Regions from separate parts of the Mus musculus genome. Here region 2 is linked to region 1. The links are chromatin contacts, called in public Hi-C maps. All regions are on one chromosome and are shown on one strand. The core of a region is the stretch at or near the end of the contact, and the rest is flanking DNA. Distances in the headings are between cores, read along the strand shown.

The links. A called contact is a pair of places that touch in the nucleus more often than the background predicts.
Region 2: a contact with region 1 is called in a Hi-C map of pancreatic cancer cells, with 4 times the contacts expected there. The contact joins the promoter of Ccl1 here to the enhancer-like site in region 1. A contact is called at or near these places in 1 of 39 promoter capture datasets (the SN4741 cell line), 1 of 15 datasets of contacts at CTCF or cohesin (the NIH/3T3 cell line) and 3 of 484 Hi-C or Micro-C datasets (adipose-derived mesenchymal stem cells, bone marrow-derived macrophages and pancreatic cancer cells).

The regions. Positions count from the first base shown.
Region 1 is chr11:81,914,371-81,919,053 of GRCm38.p6, reverse strand. It overlaps a transcript of Asic2 not described here. Among named protein-coding and RNA genes, the nearest start is that of Gm46254, 6.2 kb to the right of the region's middle. Within about 2 kb of position 3,208, at least 7 of the 459 cell types and tissues checked have an H3K27ac peak or open chromatin away from gene starts, as enhancers often do. A contact at or near this core is called in pancreatic cancer cells, where this site is marked.
Region 2 is chr11:82,178,362-82,183,085 of GRCm38.p6, reverse strand. Ccl1 (chemokine (C-C motif) ligand 1) reads left to right here and starts at 3,274. Exons shown (of 3, transcript NM_011329.3): 1 at 3,274-3,417. The coding sequence starts at 3,342.

The DNA of each region.
Region 1 (4,683 bases), core at 1,959-4,458:
AAATTCTTCATTTTAAGCACCTTAAAATATTTCAGAGAAAAATTTGAAAGTCCTAAATAGGAAGATATATTATATTTTTGGACTGGGAAAAATCAATGTTATAAAAGTGTTGAAGATTCTACAGTAATCCATAGTTCAACATAATCCAAATCATACTTCCAAACAGCTTTCAAAAATAGAAATGCATGATTCTAAAATTTACATGAACACACAGATCATGTAAAATAGATGTAACAATTCTGATTTAAAAAGAACAAAGCTGAAGGCCAGCAAGGCAGCACAGGAGGTAAAGGCTCTGCTGCCAAGCCAGATGACCTGAATCTCACATGGTAGAAGGAGAGAACCAACCACCACAAGTTATCCTGTAGCCTAACACATACTATGTGTGTGTGTATGTGTGGGGAGATGCCTTTCACACATGTAACATTTTGTGTGTGTGTGTGTGTGTGTGTGTGTGTGTGTGTGTGTACACTCATGCACTAACATGTACACACAACAGTTAGATGACAGGTAAATAGACAGACAGGCAGACAGATGATAGATAGATAGATAGATAGATAGATAGATAGATAGATAGATAGGAAACAAATAGAAAGACTCAAACTGCTTAGCTTCAAGACACAACATAAGAGTGATTAAGATAGCTTGATAGCAGCAGAAGGGCAGATACATCAGTCATGTTAGCAGATCAGAGAATACATGAATAGTTAAATAGTTCCATATATTTATGGATTTATTTTTTTACAAAAATAGGAAATAATCCAAAACAGAAAGTCTTTTGATGAAATTGTATTATTAATTGAGATAATATCCTAGAGAAGAGTCTGTCTGGTATGTGTGTATGAAATCCCTGATTTCACACCATACATTTAGTTAGATGAGGCCATTAAACGTCAATGTGGAAGCTAAAATTATAAAGCATTGAGAAGAAATCAAGAGAATATCTTCATGAAACAGACAAAAACTTTCTAAGACAAAAATCAGTAAACACTGACAGGAAAATGAAAAGAAGATATACTTCATAAAACTTAAATCTTGCACAACTCTAGTCAACAAAGAGAATCATAAAAAATTGTCTAGACAGATTCAGAGAAAATATGTCCTGAATATATTTCTGGCCCAAGGCTTCTGCACAGAACATATGAAGAAGGCTTCCAACTGAATAACAAAATGAGAACTTGCTGTAAATATGCACCAATCCTGTCAAGTGCTTCTGGGGTGTGCCTAAAACACAGGTCACCTGAGAGCAAGAAAAATGGCGCCCATGTCCTTGGGAGAACATTTGGAAAAGTCTTATGAACTTTAAATGTGTTTAATTTCTCTTTGCCCCAGAACTTATCTTCCTTTTTCAGAGAAAAAAAATGCAAATAACAATGCACAATAAGGGCTCCCACAACCTTAGTGGCAATGGCCAAGAGCTGGAAATGCAAGGCATGATGATGAGTGAAGGAGCAAACAAACGATGCTATACTCATGTCATGGAATACGATTTGGCAGGGACACAAATGACTCCATGCTGTAAGTAATACCTCGGTGAATCACAATGGACACAACTAGGGGATGAAGAGGTAGCTCAGTGGTTGAGAATACTTGCTGCTCCAGCAAAGGACCTGAGTTCAGTTCCCAGCACTCATGTGGAAGATTCACAACTATCTCCAACTCTAGCTTTTAAGTATCTGACTCCTTCTTCTGGCCCCTGGAGGCACATAGATACCTAGCTGCAGAAGGCATACAGTGTGGTATCATGTGTATAAAGTTTGACTACATGGATGTAGGATTATATCTGCCTTATTGGTATATACTTGTACAGTCAAGGACACATGGAAACTATATATACTAGGTTTGATACTAGTATCCACGACTGGGTGATGCAAAAAGAAAGGCCCAAAGGTCTTCAAGCTATATGCATTAAGCTCCTCTCTACATTTTCAGTCTGAACTGTTTCAGCAAAGGTGTGAGGATCATCAAAGACCCAGGTCGTAGCTTTGCATTGAGAGGGGAGGACGGTATGACTGTTACTACAGGGGTGGAGGTGTAATCCCCCTTGACCTGAAAGGTGAATACTCTGTAAAATAAAAAGCATAGGTAGGTAGTACTCTTATTGAGTAGGTTTGAGGTATCCCCAAAGCCCATATTTTAGTGCCCCAAGCACAGCATAATTAGAAAAAAAATTTTTTGAAGACCTCTAGTGGGAGGTTTTCATCTCACTAGGCCATGCTCCTGAGGAGAGAGTGGGACTCCAGCCTGTTCCTCATATCCCTGTTTTTGCTTCCTGAGCATAAAGTAAGCCAAAACTAAAATTGAGAGCCCATAAGCCTTTATTGCCAATGGTTGATTATCTTGGATATTTGTTACAGTAATAGAAAGGATATTGTCACAAGTACTGCATACATTGCAAAGCAGAACCAAAATGCAGAGACTTTGGGTGGGAAGATGGGGCCTTTCAGATCCTCACAGCTCTAAGCACCATTTTAACAATGCTAAGCTGCTAGTGTGGGAAATTCCTGAAGAAGGGAGTGGGCTCTGCAAGGCAACATGTCTCCAGTACTTGAAACAATGCCTGAGAGTTTGATTATGGAATGAAAAGCTGGACGGTGCCTCTCTGGGGACATCCAGGTGGTATTCAGATGTTTTTATTAAGTGATAACAAGAGTCTGTGTGGGTTGTCCTCAAAGCCTGTTATCAGAATTCAGTTAATTCTCCATTAACTGCATGACATAAGTTCTGTGATTATTAACTCACTTGGCCAACAGATGAAAATGAAGGTCATAAAAGTTAGATAACATACCCAAGTCATACCACTAGGCATACAACGAGTGCTAGAAGACCAGGTATGTGACATTATAGCTCTTATATTTGACTCCAAGGCCACACAGCTTTCTTAGGATGAATCAGATTTACAATAGGTTCGTGGAAGCAGGGATTCACGTGGCTCCTCAAGGGACTGTGAGTGAGCACAGCAGTGCTCGCTTGCAGGGGAGGAGAATTCCAGGTAGAGGAAACAGTGGGCAGAAAATATAGCCAAGGGAGCATGTGGTCTCAGCTTCAGGAATATCTGAACCCTCTCATCCTTCTTTGAGGGGAGAACCAGCTCTTCTGTGACCTCCGGGGTACTTTCTGTGTGTGAGCATCTCTTCCCAGCTCTCAGCCATCCTGAGGGCTAGAGGCTTTTCTGGGCTGAGGATGACAGTCTGGAAATGGCTGAGCTGGATAAACAGAGCCTGCCCTGCTCCCACTGCCAAGCGGGATGAATACAATGTATTTTAATAATGAATGAGTGATTAATAGAAACTGCTTTGAAGAATTACGATGTGACGGGCCTCACTGTGCTGTGGAGCTGGGTATAAATGACTCTGGAATGCAGAATCAGGGCGTTAACATCTGTTACCAACTGCATTATAAACCAGGCTCCATAATGCCGCTTATCCACACCTCCCTGACATGTTATTATAACACCTCTCTGGAGGATGGATTAGGGGGAAATGTAATATGTATTAATCACCCATTGATATAAGAAGACGAAGAACAAGAATGTTAGGTTAAGGTACTGTCAGCCTTGCCTCTTCTCTCCCGTTGCTTTCGATTCCAGTCTCATTGGTAGTTGGCCAGGACAGCTTTTGCCTCCTGCTCTGAGGTTTAAGGAGTCTGACCTGGTCAGAGATCAGCTTTGTGCAGTAAATCATCATTTCTGAGAACCTGAATCTCTTCAACCTTCCTATAACTTCCTTTAAGAACACTGACGTTATGCAGATTGCTGGATGAGATTCTGGGAAAGAAAAGGACTTTAGGTAAAGCTAAAGCTGAACAAAGTGTGGGTTTTTTTGTTAGTAGTTAGGAGAAATTGCATCTAAGGGAAGGCATGGACCACACCTCTAAACTATCTGCTCATTTCTTCTTTTTAAAATATATCATGTGTGTGTGTGTGAGAGAGAGGGGGGGGAAGAGAGAGGAAGAGGGAGGGAGAGACAGAGAGACAGAAAGAGAGCTAAAGAGAAAGCATACTGTATGAGTATGTATAGTATATGCAGCCTTTTCCATTAGAGCCTGTGTTACAAGGTTGATATGGAAATCCCTCACCTCTTTTTTTCCATAAGCTAAAATACCCCTCCCCTGACACAGTGCCTAATACATTAATACATGTCTGTGTTCCCTAAAAACAGCCCAAAATGGGATGTGGGATAGGTGTCTCTCCTAACAGAAAGAATGGATGTTTGGGTAGTGGAAGCTAAACTTCAGGGATATGTAGCGTGGCTGATGTACAATTTCCTAACAGGAGGAATTCCTTTTGTCTGAGTTTTGACACAGCTTTTCAGCTCTTGTATCGCAATTTCTGACACGACTGAATGCTAGCCCATCTCCCAGTGAAGCTCCTTAGGATAGAAAGTAAGAAGTTGTCCAAACTGACCAGATTTACTAGCCCACCCCTACTAAAATTAAACAATAAAGACCATTGAAAGTCACTCTCAGACAAACCGACCTTTAAAGATTCGCTCTCAGACAACCCCTGCTGCCTAGAAGGAGCAGAGACCAGGCCAAGCAGCATGAAAAGAAGCAGAGCCCAGCAGGGCTGCCTGGAAAAAGTTTAGACTAGAGTCACCTGGAAAGGACACCCTTCAACCTGTGGAGCTGACAGCAGGCTGTGCAATCTTCTCTAGAGCCCCATATTTTGTGAGCTTACTGTGG
Region 2 (4,724 bases), core at 2,025-4,524, 260 kb before region 1:
GGAGCCCGTCCTATATTTAAACCACTCCCCAAGATCTACCTCTGCATAATCTGGGAGTCCCCCTGAGATTCACTTGGTTCCCCCTAGTACTTCTCCTGGAGATTCTTTCCTTTCCTCTCAAGCCAGCTCCTATCACAGGGAGCCCTCCCAACAACCCACAATTAGGCTAAGGCTTAGGAAGTTTATTTTGACAGTACTAAAGAGAGTTGTGCTTGGTCCAAGAGGAAACACAGCTCAGAAAGCCTGTATTACCTGTCCAGGATGAAGCGGTAGAACTAGGATCTGATGTGTCTATGTCTGGCTCTAGTCACTGTTCCTCTTCCTCTCCCTGAAGGAATACATAGAGAATTTCACTCTGGAGATGGATCAAGTCATCTCTGCAGCTCTGCCATGCTCAACACATGCCAAGGGGCTGGCCGTGGCCTGCTATGGAAGGACCACCTGACCTGTAACTCAGTAGCAGGTGGTAGACAGGGCTGGGCTGAATGCCTCTGGACAGCATCTTAGGATGACTCCACCCTGGCTGCCAGCCACCTGATCCCCGTCCTCATTCAGTGGTCCCTAGAAAATGAAAGATGAGTGACAAGGGCTCCTAACTACACGCCACAGAAAGAAGGCTTGCTTGTGTGAATGATAACAGTGCGTATCCCGAGGTCACCTCTTGTTTGCCAATCCACGATCATTTCTGCTTGCTCATTTCCACAGAGGCTTTATTGACCTATCACATGGTCCTAGTCCCTGGGCCTCGACAGCCATGTTGGGGTACCCATGTGTAATATGAAGTTGCTGGATGATAAATCCTACTTTTGGTCACTTCTTTCCAGGTGCTGAGAGAGCCCAGGAAGGTAAGGCATAACAAAGTACTAATGAGTTCCTCTTTTCTGTTTGGGAAATACTGTGGTCACAGTGAGGGGGAAGATGGGGAGCTAGTTGTTGAGGGACAGCTCCCAGAACAGGGGAAGAACCAGAAATTTCCAGGGCAGCTATGTGGCCCCTTCTTCACTGCCCGAGTCTAAAGGGTCTATACTTGCATTTGGCCAGTTTTTATATACTCACATCTCCCCTTTCCCAAGACCCCGGGGGTAAAGGACCAGAACACATCAGCCTCCAAAGACAAGGACATAGAGAGGCAGCAATGGGGTAGTAATTTTAATGACTTTGTGGGTGGCAGGAAGCAGTAGGGGTCTGACTGGCATGGGTCCAGCTGTGTAAAGATCATGAGCTGATCTTATTCTTAGATACCCAGGGCTCGAGTCTCTGCCTCCTATGCCACCCCCATTCTCAATATAGCATCAAGCCCAAGACTTCCCTCCTCGTGAAAGTCACCCTCCCACCCTCCATACTGTGGAGATTTTATCTCTTGGTGCTTTGACAATTGCCTGGAGTTTTCTCCTCACAAGTACAGGCACTTGAGTTTTGATTCTGACTCTGAAATGGAGCCAAGATATTCCCAGTTTCGACAAAGCTCCCTCAGGAGTGCCAAGAGTCATCACTGCCAAAGGTCTTGAAAAGCTCATTCAGCTCAGACATGCCACGGTAGCACGGAGCGAGCCTCAGTGGAGAGATGCGGGAAGACAAGGACTTCCGATTGCCATCCAGGCACAGGGGCTTAAAGGAGGCTGAGATTTGCCCGCAGGGGTTGGCAAATGACTTTTATTGGAGGAAGGGTGTTTGAAATGAGCAGATTGGGCACAGAGGGAGTTGGCTGGGAAGGTGGTCAGGTCGATGTTACAGTAAGGATGAGATGGTGGATATAGGAGAGCAAAATGGATGACTGAAGCTTGACTATTTGGGAAGAGTTCTAACTATCTAGTAGTTACACTCAGTTGGCAACAAACACTGAAGGTTTTTCAGTTGCACAGGCTAAGGTCAACATAGGTTAGCATAGCCAACCCACTGTGTATAGGCCCCATGATGCCAATGCCAGAAAGCTTAGCTGCTTTTTCTTGAGGGCCTCCTATGAGCTGCTTATCCCAAGTACTGCCCACTGCATATACTGTTTTTATCTGGCTGCACAACCCCATCTGCATCTACATCCCATGCTCTAGCTTTCTCCATGATGCTGAGTGAAGGGTGTTCCTCTGTACTTGGCTTTTCCAGACTCCTTCCCCTGCCTGACGTGCTGTCTTCACAGCAGCCTGCAGGACATGGTACTTATAGAACACTGTCTGGAAAGGGTCCTCTGAAGTCCCTGGGTGTCCCCAACATTCTCCTGTGCCCCCCACATGACAGATCTGTCTTGAATGAGCCGTTGTTGTGTTGGATGGCTCTCCATGGCTTGTCTATAGGTTGAAGCAAGATGGCTCAGGTCAGGCTTTGCCCCCATTGGCAATTGTCCCAAGGGTAACCAAGCAAGGGTCTGGATCAGAGTAAGCTGTGAAAGGGCTGGGGAACAAAGAAATAAAACTAATAGCAAATGTGTTGGCCAAACGTTAGACAGACAGGATCAACCTGTGGTATGTGTGTGTATGTGTGTGTGTGTGTGTGTGTACATGTATGTAGGTGTGCATACATGTGTCTATGTGCATGTGAACGACTTTGCTTTTTGAGATAAGTTCTCTCCCTGGCCTGGAGGTCTCCAACTAGGCTCAGCGGGCAAACCAGGCAGCTCCAGGGATCAGCCGGTCAGCCTCTCCAGCTCTGGGGTTACAAGATCATTCCACTACCCCTGCTCTGTATGCGGGTTCTGGGAATCAAACTCTGGTCCTCACACTTGTGTAGCAGGTACTTTGCTGACTGAGCCATCTCCCCAGCTCTGCATTTCATTCTTACCACCCGGATTTGAGATGTGTTACTAGTTCCATTTTGTAGGGATGTGCAGCTTAGAGAAGTTTGTGCAATGGCTGATTGGCAGAGCCAGAACCCAGACACAAGCTCCATTTGATGCAGATTGTACCTTCTCTGCTCTGTCCTTCTCCAAGGCCTGTAGCTGCTTTGAATGGAATGATGTGGGTTAGACAAGCTGTGTACGGGCCACTTCCTCTCTCTCTCTCACCTTTTTTGACTTTCCACTCAGCCAGGACAGCTCCCACGTATTTTGTCAAGAACGTAAAGATTGGTATCTGCTTCTGCACTTGGGGAAGTTCCCAAGGCCACTAGGCACCCAAACATACCTCGAATACGCCCCCCTCCTCCCAGGAGAGGTGAGAAAAGGAGTTTTCCATGTGGCCATTGGGTATGAGTTCCTTTTCCCTGGGACTCCCACCTCTTCTCCATGGTCTGGGAAAGCACCCCGGGCCTTCTGATAAAAGCTCAGTACAGGGTGAGGCAGGAGAGAGTTCTTGGCTCCACCAGACATTCGGCGGTTGCTCTAGAGAGGCTTGAGACAGAAACTTATCACCATGAAACCCACTGCCATGGCACTGATGTGCCTGCTGCTGGCTGCCGTGTGGATACAGGATGTTGACAGCAAGAGCAGTGAGTAATGGGGTCCTAGTGCTTGGGCCCAGGGAGGGGAGATGTATAGGCAGGCACTCTGGGCTGGGAACAGAGCTTACCTAGACATCATTGGCTTCATTTCTGTCCCTATCTGGAGATGAATGGCGGGCAGTAATGGGATAGGGACGCTGGGCGTGGAGGAAGGTTATGGACTGGGAGCACACATCTACTTCGTGGTGGGGAGCTCAGACCTGAAACCCATTCCTCTGATTCTTTTGCTAATCCTAGAACTAGGTGGCTGCAGAGACAGACCTGGGCCAGCATCCTCTTGATGGGGTTCCAAGACTGGCCCTGTTCTGGGAGGAGCTTCTCCTTCTCCTTCTCCTTCTCCTTCTCCTTCTCCTTCTCCTTCTCCTTCTCCTTCTCCTTCTCCTTCTCCTTCTCCTTCTCCTTCTCCTCCTTTCTCCCTTCTCCTTTCTCTTCCTCCTCATCCTCCTTTCTCCCTTCTCCCTTCTCCCTTCTCCTTTCTCCTTTCTCCTTTCTCCTTTCTCCTCCTCCTCCTCCTCCTCCTCCTCTTCATCCTCCTCCTTCTAGATGAAGTGGCTTTAGTGTGTGGAAGATAATTTTGATCCTCACCCTACAGACAACTGGAAGGGCCTATGGGGTTGTTTAAAACAAATTAGGATCCCTGAAGTCCAGAGGAGGGACTAAGACTGATTTCCAGTGTGACAGATGACAGGCAGGGGCTGAAGGAAGGACCACAGGAGTGAACAGCCAGATAACTATTATATCTCTTAAAGATGTTTTCTGTATGGATAAACTGGAATCCATGTTCTAGATTGTTCGGAAAATACCAACCTGAGGTCAGGGGACCTGCAAGTTTCTGTGAACAGCGAGACAGGAAGGATCCAGGGTTAGAACACAGGGATGTTGAAGGTGGGATGTGGGAGGAGAGCGTACAAATCAGCAGACTGGGGGTTACTGGTCCCTGAAAGAGGGGAGGGCCAAGGATGGGAATGTGGAAGATTGTGTGGGCGAGTGGACCAGCCACTTTTTGGGAATACCCCCTTTTCCTTCTGAGCCCTTGTGGAGTTCCTCACCCAGCCCCATGTCTGTGAACCAAGAACTACAATGTCCTGCATGCGATGGGATAACAGGTCCTCTAGGATGTGAGGCCAGAGCCCCGAGCTTAAGTACTAGCACAGTACACAGAGCCACGCACTTGTGCTGGGAGACTGGGACTGAAGGGGTTTGTATATGTGGTAGGAAGAGTCTCACCGTATGTGCAGGAGTGTGTGCTGAGCCATGGCTCAGGCAGGCTTGTGGTTTCTGTCCCCACCACCTGC